3 separate regions of the Mus musculus genome follow, and regions 1 and 3 are each linked to region 2. Evidence: chromatin contacts called from public HiChIP or PLAC-seq and promoter capture Hi-C data. All regions are on one chromosome and are shown on one strand. The core of a region is the stretch at or near the end of the contact, and the rest is flanking DNA. Distances in the headings are between cores, read along the strand shown.

The links. HiChIP or PLAC-seq counts read pairs in DNA pulled down with a chosen protein or histone mark. Capture Hi-C pulls out chosen DNA fragments and counts their contacts.
Region 1: a BATF HiChIP or PLAC-seq map of CD8 T cells shows a contact between it and region 2, with 9 read pairs. The contact joins two enhancer-like sites. A contact is called at or near these places in 1 of 15 datasets of contacts at CTCF or cohesin (CD8 T cells), 11 of 484 Hi-C or Micro-C datasets (CD4 T cells, the G1E-ER4 cell line, Sertoli cells and 7 more) and 5 of 115 datasets of contacts at active chromatin or transcription factors (CD8 T cells, Th17 cells, embryonic stem cells and 2 more).
Region 3: a contact with region 2 is called in a promoter capture Hi-C map of pancreatic islet. The contact joins two enhancer-like sites. A contact is called at or near these places in 2 of 484 Hi-C or Micro-C datasets (the HL-1 cell line and Kupffer cells) and 3 of 9 other capture datasets (adipose tissue, liver and pancreatic islet).

What each region holds. Positions count from the first base shown.
Region 1 is chr15:58,681,884-58,686,629 of GRCm38.p6, reverse strand. No RefSeq gene overlaps it. Among named protein-coding and RNA genes, the nearest start is that of Gm41329, 76 kb to the left of the region's middle. Within about 2 kb of position 1,454, at least 48 of the 459 cell types and tissues checked have an H3K27ac peak or open chromatin away from gene starts, as enhancers often do. A contact at or near this core is called in CD8 T cells, Th17 cells and memory CD8 T cells, where this site is marked.
Region 2 is chr15:58,748,682-58,753,143 of GRCm38.p6, reverse strand. No RefSeq gene overlaps it. Among named protein-coding and RNA genes, the nearest start is that of Gm41329, 9.0 kb to the left of the region's middle. Within about 2 kb of position 2,898, at least 79 of the 459 cell types and tissues checked have an H3K27ac peak or open chromatin away from gene starts, as enhancers often do. A contact at or near this core is called in CD8 T cells, Th17 cells, memory CD8 T cells and 1 more, where this site is marked.
Region 3 is chr15:58,635,375-58,639,908 of GRCm38.p6, reverse strand. Fer1l6 (fer-1-like 6 (C. elegans)) reads right to left here. Exons shown (of 41, transcript NM_001370912.1): 33 at 1,816-1,986. Among named protein-coding and RNA genes, the nearest start is that of Gm36451, 41 kb to the right of the region's middle. Within about 2 kb of position 1,813, at least 8 of the 459 cell types and tissues checked have an H3K27ac peak or open chromatin away from gene starts, as enhancers often do. A contact at or near this core is called in pancreatic islet, where this site is marked.

The sequences.
Region 1 (4,746 bases), core at 205-2,704, 65 kb after region 2:
AAAAGAAGAAGAAGAAGAAGAAGAGACTTAAACCAGGCCATTCTGTCTTGGCATGTGATGCCCTCTGCCACCTTGCATCCCACAAAGAGTCCTTCCTAGTATCTGATCTTGAATTCCCCATTCTTCAGAACCATGAGCCAAATAAACACCTATCCTTTATAAACTGATAAGTGTGCTACTTGATTATAGTAGTGGCAAACACAGTAGGACACCATATCAGAACTCTTGGTGGAATCTGTTAGACTTTCTGAAGCCCCTTGAAGAGGAGGCCAGAGGAGTGATAGGATTGAACCAGGCAGTGGGCAGAAGTCTTTAAATCCTCTAAAATATACCTCCCTTCCGAAAGTCCCTCTCATCCCGGGGTGGTCCCCTTTCAACTCCTCCAGCTTCCCGTCTGGGTACCTGCCTCTACTTTCTTTCCATCTCTGTATCACATTTTCCTCTTACAGCTGGGTTCTAGCCATGAAAGTGCTGTCTGAGAACCAGACGAGGGTCCAGCAATATCAGCCGGCCACTGATCTAGACCCCAAAGTTGAAAGCTCTCCCTGGGAACTTCTGGTTTGGAGAGTGAGGTGGAGTTGATCACCTCTCCTCCAGAAAAAACAATGCCAAGTTCCAGGGCTGTGAAGCTTCAGGGTGTACTGGCCACAGGTGGAGAAGCTGAGAAGTGCCTCTCCTTGTCTCACCACACCTGGACACCTGATGTGGCCAGCAAATGGTGTGTGGGAACCCTCACTGTCCATTGTGACAGTTCAGTGACAGCAGCAGGAAGGAGGTTGTGGTCATGTGATCACATTTTCCTGGGTGGCCCTGGAGGCATGTAATGATGGAGCTCGGATCTCATTGAGTTGGCACTCATCTCTCAGAGCACAAAGGCTCTGTGGTGCTTTAGTGAAGTCCTCTGTGTGTGGCAATCCCTTAGCAGTCTCCTTTCTTCTCCTGGACTTACAGTTAGAGTCAAGACAGAACTCCTCCACAGGAGTCCCCTGGGTGAACTCATGTAATGCTGGCAATCTGAACCCTTGGGCAGGACACGAGATCAACAGAGGGTAGAGAGTCTCTGGGTGTCAAAAGGAGATGCAGGAGGGGCTCCTGGAGTTCAACGAGGGGATGGAAGGCTAGAACTAACAATATTGTGGGCATTTTAGACAAATAACACAAAGGAGCTCTTAAGGGTGGGTATGCAGAAGTCATCAGCTCTGCAGGGCTCCCTGAAGTCCCAAAGCTACCTCCCGTGTAGAGAGGTGTTGTTTTCCATGGGAGTCAGCCAAATTACAATGGGATTGACAGCAGTCATGGTTCCATGACTTGTTTTGTTCCAGGAACAAAACAAAACATTCAGCTCTTTGTGCAGGGAAACCTCACCGCCCACAACGTCACAGAGGGGTAGGACACACGCGCACCACACGAACAGGCATAGATGCAGACACAGTCTGGGTAATTAGTTGTCTCGGCTTTCCTGGAAGACACATGCTTTTCGATTTGGTGGGTTGACAGGAAATAGTCTAAATCACTCTTTGCCAAGTCAAGGGGTGGCAGAGCAGAATTAGCCAGCTAACTCTGTATTTTTACCAAAGAACTAGTATGAACTGATTTTCAGTGGGGATTTTCCAATCTAACTTTCGATTTGTGTTTTTAGACTTTTCACACAGATCTGCAGAACAACTGTGTTCACTTTGGGGAAAGTAAAGGAAGCTTACAAGCCCGCAATGGAATCTCTTGTTTTAATTTTAACATTGGAACATCACCAAAGCCGTTGGATGTACCAACCCTGGGATATTTTTGAAAAGTATGTAGTCCTAGAACATGTGGTTTTACTTGTGGGCATCGCTAAAAAATGTTGAATAATTGACTAGTATTTGGTTTAGGAAAATGTAGATGGGTTGACCTCAGAGCCGCTGTAGGAAAGGATTCTGATGTCTTTTTGAACAGGGTGTGCTGGGACTTCCCCTGCCAGGTGGAAGAAGGGGTGTGTGTGTGATAGTGTTCTATGGCAGTAATTTGTTGAGCACCTGCTGGATGCCACACACTTGAAATAGATCTTTTCTGTCTTCTGTGGCTGGTTTCAGGGGGAGGTTCTTTTGTGACCAGGTGTTTCTAAGGCACAGCTGGGTGGACTATAAGACTATTAGAAGGGACCTGCACAGGTATAGATCATGACCATAATGAAGAAGAGCTTTCCCTGTGTATTGATTTCCTTACCTGGTTTCAAATTCGGATGGTCGAGGCAAAACTAATTACAGAGAATGGGTACGGTCCCTTCTGGCCTCTTTCCCAGTAAGGAGGGTGGTGAGGGAGTCCCACCATGCTTAGAATGTCTTCTTTGTTTTTTTTTTTTTATTAGATATTTTCTTTGTTTACATTTCAAATGCTATCCCGAAAGTTCCCTATACCCTCTCACCGCCCTGCTCCCCTACCCACCCACTCCCACTTCTTGACCCTGGCATTCCCCTGTACTGGGGCATATAAAGTTTGCAAGACCAAGGGGCCTCTCTTCCCAATGATGACCATCTAGGCCATCTTCTGCTTACATATGCAGCTAGAGACACAAGCTCTGGGGGTTACTGGTTAGTTCATATTGTTGTTCCACCTATAGGGTTTCAGACTCCTTCATCTCCTTGGGGTACTTTCTTTAGCTCCTCCATTGGGGGCCCTGTGTTCCATCTGATAGCTGACTGTGAGCATCCACTTCTGTATTTGCCAGGCACTGGCATAGCCTCACACGAGACAGCTATATCAGTGTCCTTTCAGCAAAATCTTGCTGGCGTAGGCAATAGTGTCTGGGTGCAGCCCCACTCACAGACCAGGTCCAGGGAATGCAGGCAATGGCTAAGCAAGCCCTGATCTTCCTTTACCTCCACCCAACTCTTCTGCTGTGACTCGGGTCCAGCTGACCTATCGCAGAAGCTTCAGAGCAGAAGAAAGTGCACAGTGAAGACACGAAGGCAGGAAGCCCAGCATCCAGAGTCCCTTCACCGAACACACCTGAACTCAGAGGGAGACGACCTGGAGCTAAGTCAAGTTCTGGGTCTCAGTTTTGCCTTGGTTTAGACTTCATTGTACGTTAGATTGACAAATAATAGGCATATATATTTATGGGATGCGGCATGATTTTTGAATATACATATGCACTGTGATGCTCAAAGCAAGGCAATTAGCACATTGATCACCTTTGAAGTGTTATGAATTAGATGTAAAACTCTCCCAGGGGCTAATGTGTTTGAACATTTGCTCTTCAGACGGTGGAGCAAATTTGAGAGGCAGTCAAACTTTTGGGTTGTAGGGCTTATCCACAGATGAGGAAGAAATGGAAAGATGGGCATGACAGGTTTCTCTGAGCTCCCAGGAATGCCTCAGACATGAACAGCAGGAGACTCGGCTCTACTGTGCCCCCTTTTAAGACATGGAATCCAGACAGCTTCCCTTTCCTCCACACTCCAAGCTGAAAATGTTATTGTACTAAAAATGCAAATGGAGCTAAAATTAGTGTAATTTCACTCCCCCAAGGGCACCTACCCCATTTCCTGAAGTAAACACATTTATGTGATTTTATTCTAAGAAGAAATGTTCACTTTTTTCATTTTTATTAGATATTTTCTTCATTTACATTTCAAATGCTATCCCGAAAGTCCCCTATACCCCCCCTCCCTGCTCCCCTACCCACTCACTCGCACTTCTTGGCCCTGGTGTTCCCCTGTACTGGGGCATATAAAGTTTGTAAGACCAAGGGGCCTCTCTTCCCAATGATGGCCAGCACGTGTTTTTGCCACTCTCCATCATGGATATGATCTCAGTAGCAGCTCAGCCGTTCTGCCTCATGAATCTTGCTCTGGTTTCAGTGTGGTAGACATGGAAATAATTTTAGCATAAGAAAAGGCAGGTACAGTGGTGTGGGCCAGGCCAGAGGAGCCCCATTACAGATGAGCACACCTTGCTGCTTCCTTATCCAGTTGACATCTGAATTAGACCACCTCGAGACGGTACAAAATAATGTTTCAAAGTAGTAAGACTGTGCAGGCAAACTCACACATCCTAAGGCATCACAACCTACAGGACGATGGCTCGGCCTCTACCTTTGTGGCATCACTGTGGTTATTCTTGTTTGTTTGTTTGTTTGTTTGTTTGTTTGTTTTTTCGAGACAGGGTTTCTCTGTGTAGCCCTGGCTGTCCTGGAACTCACTCTGTAGACCAGGCTGGCCTCGAACTCAGAAATCCACCTGCCTCTGCCTCCCAAGTGCTGGGATTAAAGGCGTGTGCCACCACGCCCGGCTTACTGTGGTTATTCTGTTCTTTCATTCTGTGTGCAGTTGGTCTGTGTTAGGACAGTGTGACACTGGAGACACACTCATGGCAACGTTGTGGTGGTTCCAGCCAAACTGACCAAGGACCAGCTTCCTCATTTTAAATTGTTATCTCTGGGCTCGATATCTGTTTGACCTCCGTGTGTTACTAGGTCACCATGTCACCATGACCTGTCTTATTCCTTAAGCTTCATGGCGACTGGGTCTGGTTGTCCCTGTGGCTGTCTATGTGTGAGTCATGTGCTTTCTAGTTTTGCCTTCCTGGAAAAACGTGTGTCCAGTTTCGCAAGAGCTGAGTGCTTCCCTGTTGAGTTTCCTGGAGCTACAGCAAATTCTCTTGGGGAATTGGATGGGGATGAACCTCTAGCAACTATGACTATGTCCATGTCCCCTCTCCAAGTTGGTAGTTCAGTTTTCCCAGACCTGAGTCAGGCCCAGATCACTG
Region 2 (4,462 bases), core at 1,649-4,148:
GAAGACTCTGAGACAAGTCCCAGAAGAAGCAGAAACCAGCCAAGCTGCCTGGAAGAGATTTAGAGTAGAGTCACTTGAAAAAGACACTCTCCAACCTGTTGAGCTGCCTGCAGGCTGTGCAGTGTGCTCCAGCTTTCCTAAATTTTATGAGCTGTCATCCATGCTGTGGTGAGCCTTGGTGATGTTGGCATCTTTGAGTCATGTCTGCTCTTGTAAGTGATCCCCAAACTCATTGGTTTACCAAGTTGCACATTAGTCTGCTGTGTGTTCCCTATCTGGGGTGAGTAGATATGCATGAAGTGTCTTCCCAGGAAGAGTCTGTCACACAACAGGACATGTGAGTGCAGATGCCGTGGAGACCAGAAGACAGCATCAGATCTGTTGGCGCTAGGGTTCCAGGGGCATGTGAGTTGCTGTCATGGATGCTGAGAACCAAACTCAGGTCCCCTGCAGTTCCTGCTCTTCTCTTCAGCTCCATTTGCCTCTTAAATTATGAGCTAAACAATGTCCCCCTTAAGTCACTTTTGTCAGAAATTTTTGTCAGAGCAATGAGAAAAATCATGGTGTAGGTTCATTTAATCTGAGGACTTTAGCCCTTTGTGTGCATCAAGATTCCACAAGAAACTTTGATGCTGTGGACTGGCCTGAATCATACTCTGGGGGTTTCATTCACACCCCAGTGATTCTCAAGTTCAGCTGGGCTTTAAAAACTTTGCATTAGGGGCTAACAAGATGGCTAAGAGTCTAAGTGCCTGCCACTAAGACTGATGACTGAGTTTCATTCCTGTGGTCCACATGATGGAAGAGCCAACTCCCACCAAGTTGTTCCCTGATCTTCATACATGCACTGTGACACACACACACACACACACACACACACACACACGAAATGAAAAAAAAGTTATTTTAAAGAAAGAGTACTAGACCATTATACCAGGTCTGAATTTCACTTTTACGGATTATGGTCACTTCTAAAGCTTATGTCTCCATGGAAACAACAGAAAACAAATCACCATTGTATTGAGGTTCTGATGGCACATCTGATGGATTTGTTTCTCATTTATTATAGGTCATGGTTTCCATACTCATTTCCATAGTGAGAATAATTGGGACCATCAAATTTGATATTCCCTCAGTGCTACTTAATGAGCACCTATTGTGTGCCAAATACTGCTGTAGAAACAGGGACCGAAGTCCCTGAACTCACGGAACTCACATCCTAGTCCAGGAGATGAATGACTAGAGCTACTGTGAGGCTCTGGATCTTTAACCCCTGTTAATTATTTTCAGTACTTCCTTTCACTCGAGGAACCTTCAAATCTTGATGATAAATTATATTTTGCCCTACAGACTAAAAATGTGATCAAAACAGATGGTGATATAGACAATCAATAACATAACCCAAACATTACCTTCTAAAAATAACACAGTGTATAAATATGCACTTCTGACACCTTAAGACATCAAAATTCTGTCATTGTCTTGGTTGAGAGTGGCACTTAGTAGGATGGGCTTTTGGGTGGCAGGGATGGCAGCAGGCATACCAGTGATTAGGTTGTTATGCTAATCTAAAGTTGTCAGCTTCGATGTTGAATGGCAAGGATTTGCTGGCCATGCAGAGACCTGGGTGGTGGTCCAGTGTACTGGCCGGTTTTGTGTGTCAACTTGACACAAGCTAGAGTTATCACAGAGAAAGGAGCCTCTCTTGAGGAAACGCTTCTATGAGATCCAGCTGTAAGGCACTTTCTAAATTAGTGATCATGGCAGGAGGGCCCATTGTAGGTGGTGCTATCCATGGGCTGGTAGTCCTGGGTTCTATAAGACAGCAAACTGAACAAGCTAGAGGAAGCAAGACAGTAAGTAACATCCCTCCATGGCCTGTGTATCAGCTCCTGCTTCCTGACCTGCTTGAGTTCCAGTCCTGACTTCCTTTGGTGATGAACAGCAACGTGGAAGTGTAAGCCGAATAAACCCTTTCCTCCCCAACTTGCTTCTTGGTCATGATGTTTTGTGCAGGAATAGAAACCCTGACTAAGACATCCAGGTAATGGGAACAGTAAGTAAAAAGTCTTAAGATGGAAGGAAACCTGATGTAGCTGAGTGAGGAATGATAGTCTCTGTGGCCAGTGAGTTCTTGGAGGATGGATGGAAATGAAATCTATGATGCAGGCAGGTGGGTTGTGCTAGTCAGGGGTCTCTGCAGGAACAGAACTGATAGAATGTGAATATGTGAGTCCGTGTGCCATGGCGCATAGCTGGAGGTCAGAGGGTAATTCTCAGGAGTTGGTTCTTTTTTGCCACTTTGTGGGACCCAGGAATTGAGCTCAGGTTGTCAGGTCTGTGCAAATGCCCCTTCCGGTGCTATCTCACCAGCCCTGGTGATGGTTTGGATGTAGGAAGATAGGTCCAAGGTCACTCGGCTAGTAAGTAGCCAGGTTGGGCCTTGAACTCCTGGCAGACTCCAAACCTTACATTCTCATTTCTTCTCCAAACATCAAGCGTCACCGTCATGGGTTGGAAACCTCACTGGGTCACAGTTGTTGCCAGTTTGATCCATCTCTCGTGACCAGGCAAATGGCAATCACTTGACACTGTTGGCTTTTAAAAATGACATTATTTCTCGAACCTTAACGTTTAAAGCATTGGCTGGGCTGGTGTTTCTGCCAGCAGCTAGGCCACACTTTTAACTGGTTTCTTGTGGTTTTCACTGTGCTGGGGACAAGGCTGTCATTTGCTGTGGTTTTGTGGATGGCTGTGAATGGGATCACAAACATTGTGTGTGTGTGTGTGTGTGTGTGTGTGTGTGTGTGTGCAGCACCTGACACTCTTCTAAGCCATAGACACCCTTTTCAACACCTCCCACCAGCCTCTTGGAGCCACATGGTGCATGAGTGTGCACCCATGCCCCTTAATGTTTAGGTTGCTAGGACACTAAACAAGAGAGAAAAGGCTTTCTGAGGTCACAGGAGGCCTCATTTGTGGTAAAGTGAAAACGTGCTTTAGTGCAGTGGTTCTTAACTTTCCTAATGCTGTGACCCTTTAATATACTTCCTCATGTTGTGGTGACCCCAATGATAAAATAATTTTGTGGCTACTTCATAACTGTAATTTTGCTCCTGTTATAAATTATATCTATTCTGCAGCTCCTCGAGACCCACAGGATGAGAACTGTTGCTTCTAAGTGGAATTGACTCTCTGAAAAGCAAAAGCCACATGACATCTCCAAGGAGCATATCTGAAGAGTATACCTGCTCAGTGAATGGAGGTTTTAGTAGGTGTGTGTGTGTGTGTGTGTGTGTGTGTGTGTGTGTCTGTCTGTCTGTCTGTCTGTCTGTCTGTCTGTCTGTCTATGTGCCAGAGATGTTAGTGGGTAGGAATCCTAACAGCCTCATTGAATGTTGTCTCTAAGGACTTCCTTTCCACCCTGCCTTCAATATCCAGACAGGGAGCCTGGCACAATGTTTCAACAAGGTCCTAGGACTTTCTAATGTGCATGTTAATTTGAGACCCAAAAGGAAATTCTGGTCTCCCAAGTCCAGTTTGGTCAATCAAATGGCTTCCTGAAGCCCATGTCTCCTTGGGCTTCAGCCTTACGTGATAAGCCAGTGTACCCTGGAAGTCCAGTCTATGTCAGGGAGGCTGAACTGATGCGCCTCTTTTAGTAAAACCCCCAGTTCTATGGCCTATTATTTGTTAGCAAGCCATGACAACTAAGATGGGTGTTCAAGCATAAATGCCCCTAAGGTAGCATAAGACGACTGTGACCTTTCCATCCACTGTGACATCTGAATCACAGAGTTTTATTGTGATTCAAAATCTTCTCAGAAAAGAGGAAGCTGGGGCCCATCTATCCTGTAGCTCAGGGTGCCAGCTGAGCTGTGCCCATGGTGACTGTGTGCATGTACAAGAAGGGTAATAGAATGACCCCTTCCCCCACTTTCTGAGAGCCCATGAGTCATAGAAAACTCAGACTAGGAGTGAGATGCCTACCCTGCTAGTCCCTACCCCAGGGACTTAGCAAATATGGCTGAAATGTCCAGGATCCAAGATGGCTGCTTGCAGAGGCAGCTCCTTCTCTACCATGGAAAGGCACTGGCCTTTACCTTTGGGGACTCATGTAAAGGCCAGTTTATAAGTAAGATGGGTTCATATGATTTCTTGATGACCCACCCTCCTCCTCCTCCTCCCCCTCCCCCTCCCCCTCCCCCTCCCCCTCCTCCTCCCCCTCCCCCTCCCCCTCCCCCTCCCCCTCCCCCTCCCCCTCCCCCTCCCCCTCCCCCTCCCTCTCCTTCTCCTTCTTCTTCTTCTTCTTCTTCTTCTTCTTCTTCTTCTTCCCTTTTATTTTATTTTTTTTTTGGAGACAGGGTTTCTCTGTGTAGTCTTGGCTGTCCTGGAACTCACTCTGTAGACCAGGCTGGCCTCGAACTCAGAAATTCGCCTGCCTCTGCCTCCCGAGTGCTAG
Region 3 (4,534 bases), core at 564-3,063, 110 kb after region 2:
ATAAGCACAGCTTGCATAAAAGACAGGGCTTGCAGCCAGCTTGACATAAAGATAGTTTGCAGGAATTTTGATTTTTTTAAACCAATACACTCTTCTTTAAAAAGACAAAACAAAACAAAAACATTGAGCTGGGCAGTGGTGGCGCACACCTTTAATCCCAGCACTTAGGAGGCAGAGGTAGGCAGATTTCTGAGTTCGAGGCCAGCCTGGTCTACAGAGTGAGTGCCAAGACAGCCAGGGCTATACAGAGAAACCCTGTCTTGAAAAACCAAAACAAAAAACAAAAAACAAAACCCAACAAAACAAACAAACAACATTGAAGTGAAATTCATATAACAAAATTTATCATTTTGAAGTTGTCTGGTTCTGTGGTATTGTTCATGGTCCTAATAACATGCAGTCATTCTGCTTAGTTATAAAAAGTTGCCATCACCCTGAAAGGAGACCCTGTATCCAAACTGCACTTGCTCTCTGTTCCTGCTCCCTAGCACCATTAGCAAGCTCCAGTCTGTCTTTCTGTTGCTAGGGGGTCTGAGCAAGTTTAGCCAGTGTTTGGTCCTTTGTGTGCTGCTTAAGAGGAAAGCTCTGACTTACCACCTCAATCTCTCTCCTCCCTTCTCCGCCAGACCCCCAGCCACACACACACACACACACACACACACACACACACACACACACACACACACAATTTATCTTATAGACTCCTGTTTTTCTAATTAGTGACTTTCCTGGGTCTCCCCAATTCTTTCATCCTCTAAGAAATAGCTGTTTTGGAGGAAGGCAATCACTGGGCACAGGGGCAGGCCCTGGTTCCCACCCACTCCCTGCTTCCTGGCCTCCCACAATAGGAACTGCATGATCACATCAGGAAGGCAATTGACTCTACCACTTTATAGCATGTTCATATGATTGAATACTGTGTAGGCCCAGTACATTAAAGACTGCAAGCAATATTAAATGACAGCTATAAAATACTTCAGCTACAAAGTAAGAACAATAAATAAATAAACAATAAATAAATAAACAATAAATAAATTTCAAAGCATGTAATCCAAGTTCAGAAGAAAATAGTATAGAAAAAAACACTAAGAGGAAAACTAAAAGCAAGAATGTACATAAATATCTAATTTTTATCAGTAATTTATGTAAATAGCGAATTGGGCAAATTATTTGACTTATAGCAATACATTCTGTAAATTATTTTCCATTTAGGAAAAAAATCATTTTTGAATTACACAATGGAACGCCAATGAATGTCGATAATTCCCTGGTTGTAATTTGTAAGATTGTGTTAAAAAGTATAATCAGATACAGCACCCTTCAAAAGAAAACGAAGCTGATATAACCTACCTTTTAAAATAAAGTTGATTTGCAAATCTTTGTGAAGAATGAGATTGACAATCCATTCTCCCTTCACGAATGAAATAAAGCTAGTTCTAGAGGGACTGATAAGATATTGCATGCAAAGCTCTTAAACAGCAGGTCCTAAGCACATACAGCTGTTGTTTACACAAGTCCAGGACACTGACGATGTTCGCGATGCTTTCGCGATGTTTGCACTGTAATAACCATTCCTCATCTAGCACCAGCCGCCCCTCGCGCCCCATCCCGGGAATCCTGACCACCAGACACAAGTGAATGCACAAGCACACCACAGCCTGACTCTTAGTTCTTGAAGAACCGGCCCTGAGTTTTAAACCAAAGTTGCTTCCCCAGCCTCATTGGCCCTCAAGAGCATGAACGCATGCGCAGTCCAGAGCTCCACAAGGCTGCGTTCCTGAGACACCAACAGTGTCTCCACAGGAGACAACTTACATCTCATACTGGCTCTGCAAGCCGCAGATGGCTCTGTGTTTGCTGTAGAAACGGTTCTCCAGGTCGATCTTGGTCTCTCCAATGAGGTCATCTGACCCGATCATGTCATGGTCATAAATCAGGACAGAGAGCAGGGACTCCTTTGGGAAAGTGGCCTGGATCTCAAATGACCTGAATTCAAGAAGAGGGCTGGGAATTAGCAAGGTCTGGCAGCATGGGACATCACCAGCTTCCTTTTGGTTAGCACTTCGTGGTCCACACGCTGACTGGATCGACTGAATTCAGTTAGCGCTGACAGGGATCTGTGTAGTTTATTATCCAAGTACAAGCATTGACTTCTGATTTATTTATCAATTTTCAATAGACAATGATTCGCCCTTTCACGTCATATTTTAGAGTTGTTGGTCTGATTTCCAGTCTGATTTCAGACCTGAATTCTGTGTCTGTTAAATATTGTGGATCTTACTTAATCTCTTCCACCCTCCATGTATGACATTTTTTTAAATAACATGGTGGGGCAGTTGGTCACATAAAACACACATGCCTCTTCCAGGTTTTCAGCTCATACACAGTGATAATACTTTCTGTCACTGCTTTGTTGAGGAACACCAGCTGGAGTTTTCAAAAAGAAAACCTCGCTGATGGAAACAGAATTTCAGGGATGAAATGCTGTCTCCCCATGGCTGAGCCCCTTGAGGACAGAATCATTCTTATTTCCACCCCACTGGAGCTTGCACTTGGCCATCAGAAAATATATATTTAGTGGCTAATTCTTTGAACTACAAAACATGTCAGAAATCTATATCCAATACCTCTATTTTGTGGACAAGGGAACCAAAATCCTGAGAATATAAATGAAGGATCATGAATCAAGCTTTCCTGAAGCACTCAAGGGTATCCTAAGACTAGTATGGCCATAATTAACCCTCCCCAGTGAGAAAAAGGCAGTTTATAGCAGCAATTATTATAGTTGATAGAGCAGGCTCTAAAAGGTCCCCCTTGGGGCTGAACAGGGGAGAAATCTATGTGCCCTTCATCTGTCAAGCATGGTGGTGCCTTTCTTAGCTTCAGTATTTGGATCCTAGGTTGTAATGGCTATTCTGGGGTTTCATTGGAAGGAAGCACCCAACATCCATCACTGGACTTTGCTATCAGCATATTAGCCAAACAGGACAGACTTGATAATGGCTTCACTGTCCCTGGTAACAATGACAGAAGACATGGTGGCTCTGGCCCTTCTCATCAAACTGTGCTGAAATTGATGGTGTCTGAATTTTAACTGGAGCTGTCAAAGAGTTTGCAAAACCCTGGTATCAAGGTTGGATTCTTGGTTGCCCTGGAAACTATTAGGCTTACATCAGGTCATATGTCAGTAATAATACCATTAGACTGCTACTGTCATTCTTTGCTTGAGAGAGGATCATTAAATGAGCAAAAACTGAGATAGTGAAAGTGTTTGGAGGCTCAGAGGGTTCAAAGCCAAGATGGCTCCTTTGTTCATCCATTCATTTCTTAACCAATTCTTCTGACATTTATCACACAGTCACTGTGTGACAGGTCTTGAGAGTAGAATCATTTCCAGTGGGTAAGGCATACAAGAAGTTGGCAGAAGAAGATGACAGGAGCCAAGATCAAGTCATGTTGGAAGAGTGCTGTGAGCTGGGGAAAAGGAGCAGAAAGAGAAGTCTAATCATCCCAGAGAATCGACTCCAGATAGCTCTCCTGGCGCTAGACTTGTGGAGCTCAGACTCGCCCTTCCCCTGTCTTCATGGGACTTCTTGCCACAGTGTCATAATTCCCCATTCACTTTTCTCTCCGTAGTCATACATCCCTAAAAAGCACTGACTAGCAGAGCACCTGACATAAGACAGATTCTCAGTAACCATGAAGGAACCAATCAAAGTGGGCAGATGCCATGATGAGGCAGAGGTGAACGAGCCAGAGTCGGTGAGCTGTTTTAGTCACCTAAGATCAGCGTTTCCGGAGTCCGTTGTTTGAGAGCTGTGAAAAACTGCCAAAGACTATGGTCATACTCAGTACTATAATGGTGCAGAGTGGCAGAGCTCCATCAGATCGCATCATCAAGTGGTGGAAGTTTTGTCTGTGCACCTACTCAATCTTTCCCTCATTCTTTTTATTTTATTTTATTTTAATTAGGTATTTTCTTCATTTACATTTCCAATGCTATCCCAAAAGTCCCCCATACCCTTCCCCCCACCACTCCCCTACCCACCCACTCCCACTTCTTGGCCCTGGCATTCCCCTCTACTGAGGCATATAAAGTTTGCAAGACCAATGGACCTCTCTTTCCACTGATGGCCAACTAAGCCATCTTCTGATCCATATGCAGCTAGAGACACGAGCTCTGGGGGGTACTGGTTAGTTCATATTGTTGTTCCACCTATAGGGTTGCAGACCCCTTTTAGCTCCTCGGGTACTTTCTCTAGCTCCTCCATTGGGGGCCCTTTCCCTCATTCTTTCACAACAAATACTTACTCAGTACTTATTGTGTGCCAGGCCCTGTCCGCGGTGCTGAGGAAGTGGTATTGACCACATAGTTCATGCACAGACAGATGTGACCTTCTAGCACAGGGAAGAGGATGACCAGTGAACACATAAACAAGTAAACCCATGCCAGAAGCTATGAAGGAGGAAAGGAGACAGCACATGGAGCCACCAACCATCTATTCCTAGAGAAATTAGGAAAGACGCTCTGCAA